Linked DNA regions of Sus scrofa: all the other regions are linked to region 4. Evidence: chromatin contacts called from public Hi-C and HiChIP or PLAC-seq data. All regions are on one chromosome and are shown on one strand. The core of a region is the stretch at or near the end of the contact, and the rest is flanking DNA. Distances in the headings are between cores, read along the strand shown. Region 1 holds the start of SNX21 (sorting nexin-21). Region 2 holds the start of ZNF335 (zinc finger protein 335). Region 3 overlaps WFDC3 (WAP four-disulfide core domain protein 3). Region 4 holds the start of SYS1 (protein SYS1 homolog).

What was found. A called contact is a pair of places that touch in the nucleus more often than the background predicts. HiChIP or PLAC-seq counts read pairs in DNA pulled down with a chosen protein or histone mark.
Region 1: a contact with region 4 is called in a Hi-C map of liver, with 4 times the contacts expected there. The contact joins the promoter of SNX21 here to the promoter of SYS1 in region 4. A contact is called at or near these places in 1 of 5 promoter capture datasets (fetal liver), 4 of 47 Hi-C or Micro-C datasets (embryonic fibroblasts, heart right ventricle, liver and 1 more) and 1 of 2 datasets of contacts at active chromatin or transcription factors (alveolar macrophages).
Region 2: an H3K27ac HiChIP or PLAC-seq map of alveolar macrophages shows a contact between it and region 4. The contact joins the promoter of ZNF335 here to the promoter of SYS1 in region 4. A contact is called at or near these places in 1 of 5 promoter capture datasets (liver) and 1 of 2 datasets of contacts at active chromatin or transcription factors (alveolar macrophages).
Region 3: a contact with region 4 is called in an H3K27ac HiChIP or PLAC-seq map of alveolar macrophages. The contact joins the enhancer-like site here to the promoter of SYS1 in region 4. A contact is called at or near these places in 2 of 5 promoter capture datasets (fetal skeletal muscle and liver), 8 of 47 Hi-C or Micro-C datasets (brain, embryonic fibroblasts, fetal skeletal muscle and 4 more) and 2 of 2 datasets of contacts at active chromatin or transcription factors (alveolar macrophages and skeletal muscle).

What each region holds. Positions count from the first base shown.
Region 1 is chr17:48,032,341-48,035,353 of Sscrofa11.1, forward strand. SNX21 (sorting nexin-21) reads left to right here and starts at 1,268. Exons shown (of 3, transcript XM_013985408.2): 1 at 1,268-1,837; 2 at 2,265-2,443. The coding sequence starts at 1,576.
Region 2 is chr17:48,151,921-48,154,620 of Sscrofa11.1, forward strand. It overlaps ZNF335 (zinc finger protein 335), which reads right to left and starts at 1,331. Exons shown (of 27, transcript XM_021077367.1): 1 at 1,190-1,331; 2 at 260-510. The coding sequence starts at 460.
Region 3 is chr17:47,982,010-47,984,709 of Sscrofa11.1, forward strand. The region is part of intron 1 of WFDC3 (WAP four-disulfide core domain protein 3); the gene reads right to left. Among named protein-coding and RNA genes, the nearest start is that of DNTTIP1, 11 kb to the right of the region's middle. Within about 2 kb of position 1,387, at least 15 of the 83 cell types and tissues checked have an H3K27ac peak or open chromatin away from gene starts, as enhancers often do. A contact at or near this core is called in alveolar macrophages, omental adipose tissue and retroperitoneal adipose tissue, where this site is marked.
Region 4 is chr17:47,684,524-47,687,456 of Sscrofa11.1, forward strand. SYS1 (protein SYS1 homolog) reads left to right here and starts at 1,661. Exons shown (of 4, transcript XM_005672967.3): 1 at 1,661-1,861; 2 at 2,080-2,324. The coding sequence starts at 2,163. DBNDD2 (dysbindin (dystrobrevin binding protein 1) domain containing 2) reads left to right here and starts at 1,697. Exons shown (of 6, transcript NM_001243672.1): 1 at 1,697-1,861; 2 at 2,080-2,324.

The DNA of each region.
Region 1 (3,013 bases), core at 18-2,517, 350 kb after region 4:
GAGATGCAGCTTGGATCAGGTGCTGCAGTGGCTCCAGCTGCAGCTCTGATTCGACCCCTAGCCAGTGACTTCCATATGCTGCAGGTGTGACTGTAAAAATCCAAAAAAACACAGGAGAGCCTTACCCCTTCAGGGTGTGTTCCATTCAAAGCTATTCCTCCACCCCTCTCTCCCAAGCCAATGAAAAAAGGTAGAAGCTACCATCAGAGAGATTTTACCTGTTTTGTTTGTTTGTTCGTTTTGTCTTTTCAGGGCCATACCCGCAGCATGTGGAGGTTCCCAGGCTAGAGGTCTAATTGGAGCTACAGCTGCTGGCCTACACCACAGCCACAGCAATGCCAGATCCAAACTGCGTCTGTGACCTACACCACAGCTCACAGCAACACCGGATCCTTAACCCACTGAGCAAGGCCAGGGAGAGAACCCGAAACCTCATGGTTCCTAGTCAGGTTTCCACTGTGCCACGATGGGAACTCCTTACCTGTTTGATTGTATAACTAGCAATATCTGCCCTGCTAGGCCTTTTGACAGGAAACAACAATAAATTTTTGACCTGCTGCTGCCCTCTGGATAAAAGATAAAAACCCAGCTCCCTAAAGTAGTTGCTGAAATGACTGGGCTTGCAGCACCAGAACAGAACAAGACATGGAACTCAGGAGACCTGGGCTGCAAGGCCCCACACTCAGAAACCCCTGGCAAGCTGTGTGACTTAAGGCAAGTAACTCAGCCTCTCTGAGTCTCAGTTTCCCCTTTGGTCTACTTCAAATAAGATAATAAAAGCACGTGAACACGCAGAAACAATAGTCGTTGTGTAACTGATTAGAGTCCCTGCTCTGTGCCAGACCCTGGGTCCACACAAGAGCTGCAAAATTCATTCTGGTAGTGATTGTTTGTGTTTTACATATGAGAAAACCTAGGCTCAGCGAGGTCAGGGGTCAGATTCCTTCGGAGATCGGGTGGCTTCTCTAGGCCTCGGTTTCCTCACAGGAGAGATGGGCTTCCTACTGCTGTGTAATGACTTTGGAAAGTTAGCTGAGTGGAAATTGGAGGATAGGCAGGCGGCCAGCGTGGGGCTCCCCGAGGGGTGGAAGGATTCAAGGAGGGTGTGGGTCCCTCCGGACTGGGGACGCTCCGCCTGGAGGCCTGGGCCCGCCCAGGCCTACCCAGGATTCCCAAATCCCTCCTGCAGCGAAGGGCCCGGGATTCCCGGGCGGCTCGGAAGGCGGGCGGGGCCGGAGGCGGGGCGGCGGCAGGAAGGGGCCGGAGCGGCGCTCTGAGCGGCCCGAGCCCGGCGGAGCCGGGCTGGCCTCGGTTGGCCTTGGGCAGCCACCCGGGGTTGCAGGGGGACCCAGGGGAGCGGGACACCCCACAGTGCACCGCGGGGCGCAGGAGGCAGAGACTCGCAAGGGGGCGAAACAGGCGCCGGGTGAGTCGCGAGACCCCCACGGGCAGGGGCGGGGCCTCCGCGGCGCCCCTCCCTCCCCGATCTGGGCCCCGCCCCCCTCCTCCCTGCGCCGGGGCCGGGGTCAGCCTCCCGGCCCGGGACCCAGAGTCGCGCGCTCCCCCCGGGGTGCCATGGCCTCGAGGCTCCTGCACCGGCTGCGGCACGCCCTGGCCGGCGACGGCCCCGGGGAGGGGGCGGCCGGCCCCGAGGCCGAGCAGTTCCCTGAGAGCTCGGAACTGGAGGACGACGACGCTGAGGGCCTGTCGTCCCGCCTCAGCGGCACCCTGAGCTTCACCAGCGCCGAGGACGACGAGGACGAGGACGAAGAGGACGACGAGGAGGCCGGCTCCGACCCGCTGGCCTCCGGGGACCGGGCGGCGGGAGAAGACACAGGCAAGTGCGGGAGGATGGAGGCGGGGACACTGGGGCTCGATTAGGCCTCCACCCCAGCCGCGTTCCCGAGTTGATCCAGCCGAAACTCAGACAGTTGTTTAAGTGCCCCAGCCGCCTCTTGGCTGTGTGACCTTCAGAGAGGCACACCACCTCTCTGAGCAGAGTTCCCTTTTGTCAAATCGAAGAAGTCACTTCCATCTCAGGGTTGTTAAGGGAATGAAATGTACGGGGTCTCGGATGCAAATGTGCCAGCGATGTTTGGGGGTGGAGATATTTAACGCCTGCTGTCTGTCGGGCAGGTGTTTGGCCCCGGGCCCCTCTCTGGCCCTCCATTTCTGTGTATGTCAAATGGGGGTAAAGCCTTTGTCATTTGTTGGGGGAATGAGTGAGGTCACCACACAGTAACTTCTGTCGAACCTGCCCCCAGGCCCATCCTGTTCTCATGCAGACCGGAGTCCCCCACCTGATGGGCAGCGAGGCAGTCAGCTCCTGACACGGCAGTTGCAAGATTTTTGGAAGAAGTCCCGGAACACCCTGGTACCCCAGCGGCTCCTCTTTGAGGTGACCAGCGCCAACGTGGTCAAAGACCCACCCTCCAAGTACGTGGTGAGTGAGGGCCCAGGAATTCCTGGGCTATGTATGAGTCTAGAAATCTGGCTAAGAGAAAGTAGGGAAAGCTCCAGCTTCCTGGGGGGCTGCGAAGTTATAAATGGCAGCTCCATTGTACAGATGGGGAAACTGAGGTCAGAAAGGGGATGAAACCCGAGCAAGAGATTATGGACCCATCCTATCCTGGGGTTTGAGACTAAGACCTGGTGTGTGTGTCCCTGCCCCCAGGGTTTTGAAAATTGTAGCAAGATGCAACATACACAAGGAAGAATATTACCTGAGTTAGGCTTGAGAACCCGAGTTGCGTTGTTTAGTGGTTAGAAAAGTGGATTTTGGATCCTACCTTGATTCAGATCTGTTATTACCAGTTGTTGGACTTTGGGTGAGTTGTGAAACCTTGACGATCCCGTTTGCTCATCCGAGCAATGGGGATAAATGTGGATTGTTGCAGGAATTAGAGACAGTGCACAGAAAGCCCTTGGCATTGCACCTGGCATCATGAAATACCAGATAAAATGGTAGTTCTGTTATTATTACTTGGGGTTGAAAATGCTTGGTATCTAGGGC
Region 2 (2,700 bases), core at 81-2,580, 470 kb after region 4:
AGTGAGGAGAGTGGGTAGTGCAGGAGCTCAGCCCGCAGTCTAGATCTGAATCCTGGCTCTGTGCCTCAGTTTCTTTCTCTGTGAGATGTGGGAAAGACTGATATATGCCTTACAAGGTATGAGAGCCAAAAGAGAAAATTCAAGCCAGGGGCTTGGCACGGTGTCTGGCTCACAACAAACCATAAACAAATATTGGTTATAAGCAAGCCTTGCTGGCTTCCCCTTGGAAGCTGCTGCCTCCCCCCAACGCCGGCCATACCAGAGAGCTGCTACCGCGGTCCGAGCTCTGACCCACGCGGGAGTCGTCGGCCTCCGCCGGCCCCGGGGCGGCCGCCGCGTCGCTGCTGTCGGCCGACACGGCTTCCGAGGTGCCCACACCCAAGCCGCTCTCAGAGGGCTCTTCGGGCTGGCCAGGCCCAGGGGCCGCGTCGCTACTGCTCTCCACCTCGTTCTCTTCCATTGGTTCCGGGGGAGGCCTGACAGGAGGGCGCAGGATCTGGGGCCTTCACTCTGCGAGAAGCGGTGACGGGGGCTGGAACAGGTGGGCCTCCTCCTCGGCCCCGGCCATCGCGGCCCACCCAGCTGCACCCATGCGCCCATTTCGCAGATGCAGAGACCGAGTAGCCGGCGGGGCGGGGCTTTCTAGTGTACCGCGAGGGGAGCTTCGGGAAAACAGAACCAGGAAGCCTTGCTTCCCCGTCTCGGGCTCCTTCCCCATCCCCGGGAGGGTCGTCAATGGCGGGTAATCTTGACCCTTTTCTCCTCCCCTCCATGATTCCAGCAGAGTGGTTCACTCTACGGGGCCCGATCAGGCTCAGTGGTTCAGCCCTTTGGTCCCCCAAGTCCCCCCGGGGGAAGGGTCGGTGGTACAGCCCGCAGGCCCCCTGGGTCAGCAGCTTGCTCCCCCCCTCCCCTGGTTCGCGTGCGGAGGGGGCTGACAGCGACGGTCCCGGGGCCTGGAGACTCGGGGCTGTCCCCGGCGCTGCCTGCGCTCCAGGCCCGACGCCATCTTGTGGTGGCGCCGAGTTTCCGCTCAGGCAAGTCCGAGAGCAACTAAAGGGCCTGGGACCCCGGGGCCCTGTTCGGACAGCCCCGCCGGGCTCGGCACCTCGCTGCCGGGTATCCCCGCATTGTGGCCTCACTTCACGGAAGGGTGCAGTGGGGCGACCTGACTCTACCCGACGCTCACCTGACGCTTCCGTAACCGCGTTCCTCCCCGACTCCGGCATCGACGAGGTCGCCATCCTCTTTCCCCCGTTGCGGAGGGACCCATCGGTGTATTGCAGGCCGGAACTACTTCCTACGCCGGCCCGGAGAAAGACAGGCTTCCAGTGTGCTGGAAGGTGGTTCCGAGGCCTCAAAAGTATACTAGAGCCCTAAGAGAATGTAGAATTTTTTATAGCGCTTAGTACCGGTGGTGGAGTCAGCTATGGTTTGGGGACTACTTTCTCTCGCGGCGGATGAATACCTAGGAGTTGTGTGACGTCATCCCTGGGTCCCTTCCTTGGGCCGCAGGGCTGGGCGCGGCTAAGGCTGGCCCCACTTCCGGGGGCGTGACTCCCAGTGGCCTGTCCACGCCCTTCCCGGAACAGTCCGAATGGAGTGCGACTGGCTTGGCGGGAGGGAGGTATCTGTTATGCGTCCTTTCGCCTGGCTTTTAACCAATTACTTTGCATTCTCATCGTACCCAATCAAATCTTTCCCGATTAGGTTTGACGTGTCCTGGGAGGAGGGGAGCGTATAATCCTGGTTTTACAAATGGGGAAACTGAGGCCCCGAGATGGGAGGTGGCTGGTCCAAAGTCACATCAAGTATAGGGATTCTGAATGCAAACCCGAATGGCCAGAGTTGGAGAAATGGAGATGAGTGAGTGCCTGGCCCTTCTTGAGCTTTGGACACAGATTTGTTACATAATAGAGATGGAGGTCAAGCTACCTCCACAGCCCTTCTCTGCTCAATATATGTAGATGTATTTAGAAGTCTGCAGCTTTTCAGAAAGGTACGACTTTCCCCTTCTGATGCTTGAAATGCCACCTTTGGCAGTACCCTCTGTTTAAGCCTTTTTCGCATTTTGCTCAGGAGACTGGTTCTCCGGTTTGTCCCAGAGTCTTGTTGCATAAGTTGTTTTCATCAATTGAAAAATACAAATGGGGAAGGGGGCGGTGGGAGAAATCTAAACCCCTGCAAAGAAAACCTGCTTAAAAAGACAGGGTGTTTCAGCTATTATGGTTTGTTGTACTGAGTATGAGGGGGTTTCCCTGGTCTTTTCCTAGGAGCAGGTTTTGGTAGGAGGAAGACAGCATGAGGCCTCTGGATTGGCTCTGCCCACTCGCAACCACTACCCCCCATTCAGCAGTTCCAGGCTCCCAGAGCAGCCCTAGAGAGCTGGATAAACAAGGGCATGATAGCAGGTTGGTTTGCTCCCCACTAGGCAGTTTTTCCAATCTGATTCCTCAGTCCTACAGAGCCACCTCCAATCCCCATTCCACGCCACTGGGATGTATCCTGCCAAGCGACCTCCCTCAAGGACATCCGGGTACTGAGGAGTACCTCCACAGCACCTATTCCATTCCCAACCCAACGAAGGCACAGTCCTAACCTTGGCCTTTGCCACCAAATCATAAGGTTGCAGAATGTCATGATATAGAAAATAACCGCCTCATCAAGGAGCTCAAGACCAGAGAGTGAAAGCTCATGGCC
Region 3 (2,700 bases), core at 137-2,636, 300 kb after region 4:
ACATGGCAGAAATGTGAAATTTCAAAACTTTTTAGGCCAAGAAGGTCCTTCTGAGCCCTCAAACCCACTTCCCTTCTCTTGTAAATAGACAGACAGACATGTAGAAATAGGAGGGACTGGTCACAGAATTGGGTCAAACCTAAGCCACAGCCACAGCAACATGGGATCCAAGCCTCGTCTTCGACCTACACCACAGCTCTTGGCAACGCGGGATCCTTAACCCACTGAGCAAGGCCAGGTATCAAACCCACGTGCTCTGGATACTGGCCACAGCGGGAACTCCCAGTCTAGTGCCCTTTAACCCACATCGTTATGATCCCCTCCGTTCCCACAAGGATCAAAGACAAATCAACGGTGACATTCAGCTCAATTCTGCCACAAAAGAAGATCGTGGTTGACTGTTTAAGAGGTTGGGGAAACTTATAAACCAGTGTGTCCAGAGCCCCCAGGACAACTCCTAGGTTCGGGCATTCACTAGGACTCACAGAGCTTGGCACACAGTTGTACGCATGGCCATGATTTATTACAGCCCCCAAACACAAAGCAGGAATTCCCGCTGTGGCACAATGGAATTGGCGGCGTCTCTGCAGCACCAGGATGAGGATTCAATTCCCCGGGGTAGGTTGCAACTGAGGCTCGGAAGTCATCCCTGGCTGCCCTTGACCTCCATATGCCAAGGAGCAGAAAAAAAAAAAAAAAATTCACAAAGCACAATCATCAGAGGGAAGAGGTCCATGAGGCAAAGTCCAAAGGAATCAGGCACAAGCTTCCAAGAGCCGTCTCCCAGGGGAGTCTCCCAGGATGCACTTTGTCCCTCCAGCACGGAGCTGTGACAACACGTGCCGAGTGCCCTGTACCAGGGAAGCTCATTAGTGACTCCAGGTTCTTCCTGGGGACTGGTCACATGGACACTCTCTGCCTGGCACGTACCACTCTTATTGGTTAGGGTGGTAGGAACCTTCTCAAAATCCAAATGCCCAGAAGCCAGCCAAGGTGATGTTGTGAGCAGGCCTTTCTGAGATCAATCTCAGGCCTGCTGTGGTAACTCTGCTGTACAACCAGCAGTGAGGTTTCAGGAAAAGGCGACCCCCCACACACAGGGAGCCCAGACCATCAGTCCATACAAAGGACATAATGCCCACACTGTAAGAAGCAAAACACGGGGGCCCGGGGGATGAAGGAGAGTCAACTTCCACACAATGGGAGGGGGCCATGCGGAAGCCAAAGGGGACAAGTCTTAGGCCATGGTCTGGATCTTCACTCCAGATCCTCCCTCTCTCAGAGTTGTCCCCTGCTCTGTACAGAGGACCGCTCTCACCCAGCACCCTTCTTAACACTTCCTCTTCCTCAGCACCCACTTCTGCTAACTTCTTTCCCCAGTCCAGTCAGCTCCACCTTCAAAAGTGCTACACGTCTGCCACTTTTCCACATCTGCTCTGTCACTGCCCTACCCTGGTCCCAGCCCTGCCTGCCACCAGGGCCCCTTAACTGGCCTGTCATCTACTGCCCTCCCCTGTCCATTCTTCACACATCAGCAGAGTGCTCTTTTTGGGTTTTGTTTTTTGTTTTTGTTTGTTTGTTTTGTTTTTGTTTTTGTTTTTGTCTGAAAAAAGAAATTACTGTTGTTTAGAAGCCACCTAGTCCATGGTACTCTGTTACACCAGCCCAAATGGACGGACACTGTGTTACCACCCTAGGAGATAAATATCCTTATCTCCATTTTAAGGATGATAAAAGTGAGGTTCAGAGAGATGAAAAAAACTTGCCCAGGAGCTCCCACTGTGGCTCAGTAGGTTAAGAACCTGGCTAGTATCCATGAGGATGCAGGTTTGATCCCTGGCCTCACTCAGCGGGTCAGGGATCTGGCATTGCAGTGAGCTGTGGTGTAGATCGCAGATGCAGCTCGGATCCTGTGTTGCTGTGGCGTAGGCCAGCAGCTGTAGCTCCAATTAGACCCCTAACCTGGGAACTTCCATATGCTGTGGGTGCAGCCCTAAAAAGACCAAAAAAAAAAAAAAAAAAAAAAGACAGAAAACCCTTGCCCAAGGCCACATAGTAAGAGAGCAGAGGAGCCAGGATTCAGACCCACCCACGCTAAGACCAGAACTGCCTCAGGGGAGCAGGTCCCAGGATGTGCCCTGTGCCCTCAGGCACCATGCCAACTGTCCACCTTACTTATCAAACAGACAGCACAGGCCTCAGTAAAGCTCTGGCAAATCAGGGCTAAAAGAAAGCAGAAAGTGTTCAGAGCCGGAAGGAGAAGAGCAGCCAGTCCTGCTGGGTGAGTGGCCCAGCCCTCCTCCCCAGGACTGGAGCCAGAGAAAAGTAATTAACTAATAACCCAGCAGCCAATATCACTTCCCACCAGATTAGGAACCCTCTGGACCAGGGGGCTCCAGGAGATCTCAGGGAGGTCCCTGTTCTAGCCTGCCTGGCTCAAAGGAAAGAGGAAGCCCTGCCTGGGCTGGCTGGCCAGGGCCCAGAACAGCTCACAGAGGTGCCTGGCCTGAGTGCCAGCCTCACCCTCAGCCCCAAGGCCATTCAGCCATCACCTTCAAACACTGGGAAGATTGTGCCAGGCCCCACGAGCTGACAGTGAGTAATCGCGTGAGACAGATTGCCAGGCTCTGGTTCCAGAGTTGGACCTCAAGAGTCCTGGCAAGGAGGACAGCCCTCTATTCTCCGTTATGGGCAGGCTGC
Region 4 (2,933 bases), core at 411-2,910:
GAAATAAATAAGATCATGTAGATACTTAACAAACATGATATTTTCGCAGAAACATTAAATCATCTGAGTCATCCATGAACCAGAGAGATTTGCTGAGCTCAACTGAGGGGCCTAAAAGAACAGTTGAGCTGGAAAGCACCTCATGTCTTTGGGCTTTAATGACTTGCAAACTGGAGTCCAAGGGAACTGTTTACAACATTTCCAAATAATAAGCGAAATCACATCCTCTTTTTTTTTTTTTTTTAAGGGCCGCACCTGCGGCATATGGAAGTTCCCAGGCTGGGAGTCAAACTGGACCTGTAGCTGCTGGCCTACACCACAGCCACAGCAACGCCAGATCAGAGCCATGTCTGTGACCTACGCCTCAGCTTGTGGCAATGCCCCTGGCTCCTTAACCCATTCAGCAAGGCCAAGGACCAAGCTTGTGTCCTCATGGCTAGTAGTCGGATTTGTCACTGCTGAGCCATGATGGGAATCCTGACTTACTCTTGATAGAGTATCAAGGTTCTTTACTTTTGTCTGAAATTGTATCAGCTCAAGGTGCTATCATGCTTATCACATGCTGTTCAGAAATTCTGATGTGCAAGTGACATGGGTCTTTGATAAAGTTGTTTTAACTGGGAAGTAATTAAAGGAGAGTAGATTAAATGATGTAAAACATTAATCTTGTCTAACTTTACGTTTCAGAAACAGGGAAGCTGAGGTTTAAAGAAGGAAGTGTACTAGTCACACAACTAGTACAGCAGGCTCTAAAACCTGGATTTTTTTTTTTCCTGGAACCAGTTACTTCCCTTCTTTCCATTCCGGAAAAGGAAAACCTAGGATCAATGAAATTGAGGGGTTTTGGTCCGCTGAGGCAGGAATGAAATGATTCATCAATTTGCTGTTGCCCTTTCTCTATTCTTGACTCATTCAGCAAATATTTACTGACTGTCCACACTATTTAGACTCAGAAGAGAAGTCATGGTGAGCAAGACATGCTCACAGTCAGGGTGGCAGGCAGAATGTGGATATGCTTCTAGGTATGAATTCAGAACCTCTGCTTCCTCCCCCTTAATAAATACATATGGATATATAAATATAAATGGATACATTATAAAACACCCAGTACTTTGCCTTCTAACACAGTGAGTTTGTCTGAGAGCAGAGCTGTTTCATTTGAAAGTGTCCAAATCTTCCTAACCACTCTATAGGCCCGAAATCAATGCTGTGGTGTTGGGCACAGCTGAATTCTAATTTTGATTGCCACTGTCTTTGAGACAGTATGTTGCTTTCCTTCTCTGACCCTTAGTTTTATCTAAGGAAACAGGGGCGAAATCATGTGTGGAATTGCTGGCAGGTTCATTTTAAGTCACCCCGGACTTTAGGCGAAAGAAAACGCTGGGAATCTAGGTTGAAAACAGAGTCGACGTAATCAATCCCTTAATTCCCAGACTTTCCCTCGCCCACGGCCACCCCTCTATCTTCCACCCCAGCTACCCTACTTTCCCCAAGATCCCCCTCTAGAGGGCACGCAAGCTCCACCGCGCTCACGCCTCACTTCCGTTCGCCTTCATTCTTTATTGTGCGCATGTGCATACTTCGGTTCGGGGCCGCCCTAAAACCCGCCCCCACCCCTGCTTTAGGGGGCTCCGCCGAAGACTGCACCCCTACGCCTGCGCAATCTCAGCCCCGCCCCCTACGCTGTTCCCGGAAACGCTTCCTTCCTACGTATCCGCTGCTGCCTCGGCCGCCGCTGGAGCTTTGCCTCTCTAGGCCTGTAGGGACTCTTCTCCATGGTTCTGCCTGTCAGCACTGCTTCGGGGGCCAGCCGGTGAGACTGGGCCGCACTCGGACGCTTTGATTCTCGAGTCCGACACTGGTGAGTGAACTTCAGAGAAGCTCGAGGACGGGCGGGGCTCGAGCAGCCGTAACGGGCAGGACTTCCCCTCAGTTCGGTAATGGGTCTGTCCGTCCTGCCCTCCCCCCCATTCCGGGAATGGGCTCGCCCCCTCCGTCCCAGCCCCTCCTCCTGGGCGGGGCGATGTTGCCATGGTGACGGCCGGCTGGCTGAGGCCCGGCGTGTGTGTGTCCTCGCAGGTGCCGGGGCTGCCCGGGGCCCATGGCGCGGCGGCGGCGGCGCTGACCCAGGCCCGGGCGGCAGCAGTGCCCCGCGAGCCGGCATGGCGGGCCAGTTCCGCAGCTACGTGTGGGACCCGTTGCTGATCCTGTCACAGATCGTCCTCATGCAGACTGTCTATTACGGCTCGCTAGGCCTGTGGCTGGCGCTGGTGGACGGGCTGGTGCGCAGCAGCCCCTCGCTGGACCAGATGTTCGACGCCGAGGTAGGGTCCCTGGGCCGACGCGGGCGGGGTCTCGGCTTCACGAGGTGGTCTGTCACTAATGGCTGTAGACCTCACTGGGCTACCTTCTCACTTTGTGGCTCTGGGAAAGGGATATCACTTTCCGAACCTCGGCTGCCCCATCCGTAAAATGGAATGACTCATAACGGGAAGGCAGACTGGTACAAAGGAAAGGCCCTGGGTGTTAGAATAAACAGACCTGCGTTCCAGGCAGTCTGATACATCTCCTTGCTGACACTGAGAAAGTGACTTCACTTCTCTGAGCCCTAGATTTCCAGGTATCAAACTGGGGAGGGAGGAATGGATAAAAGATCATTCACGGAGGTAGAGTGGGAACTACCTGGGCTTTGGAGTCAGGACTCTGTTTAACTCCCATGTATTAGCCATGTGACCTTGGGAAAGTATCCTCACCTCTCTGAACTTCAGTTTTCCTGTCTGCAAAATCATAAAATCAGTATCAGAAAGGTGGCAGACTGCAGAGAGCCTGTACTTTGGATTCAGAAAAGCTTAGGGTCCAGTCTAGACCCCAGCATTCTAACTGTGGGACTTGGGCAAGTTATTTCACCTTTCTAAACTTATTTCCTCTTTGGA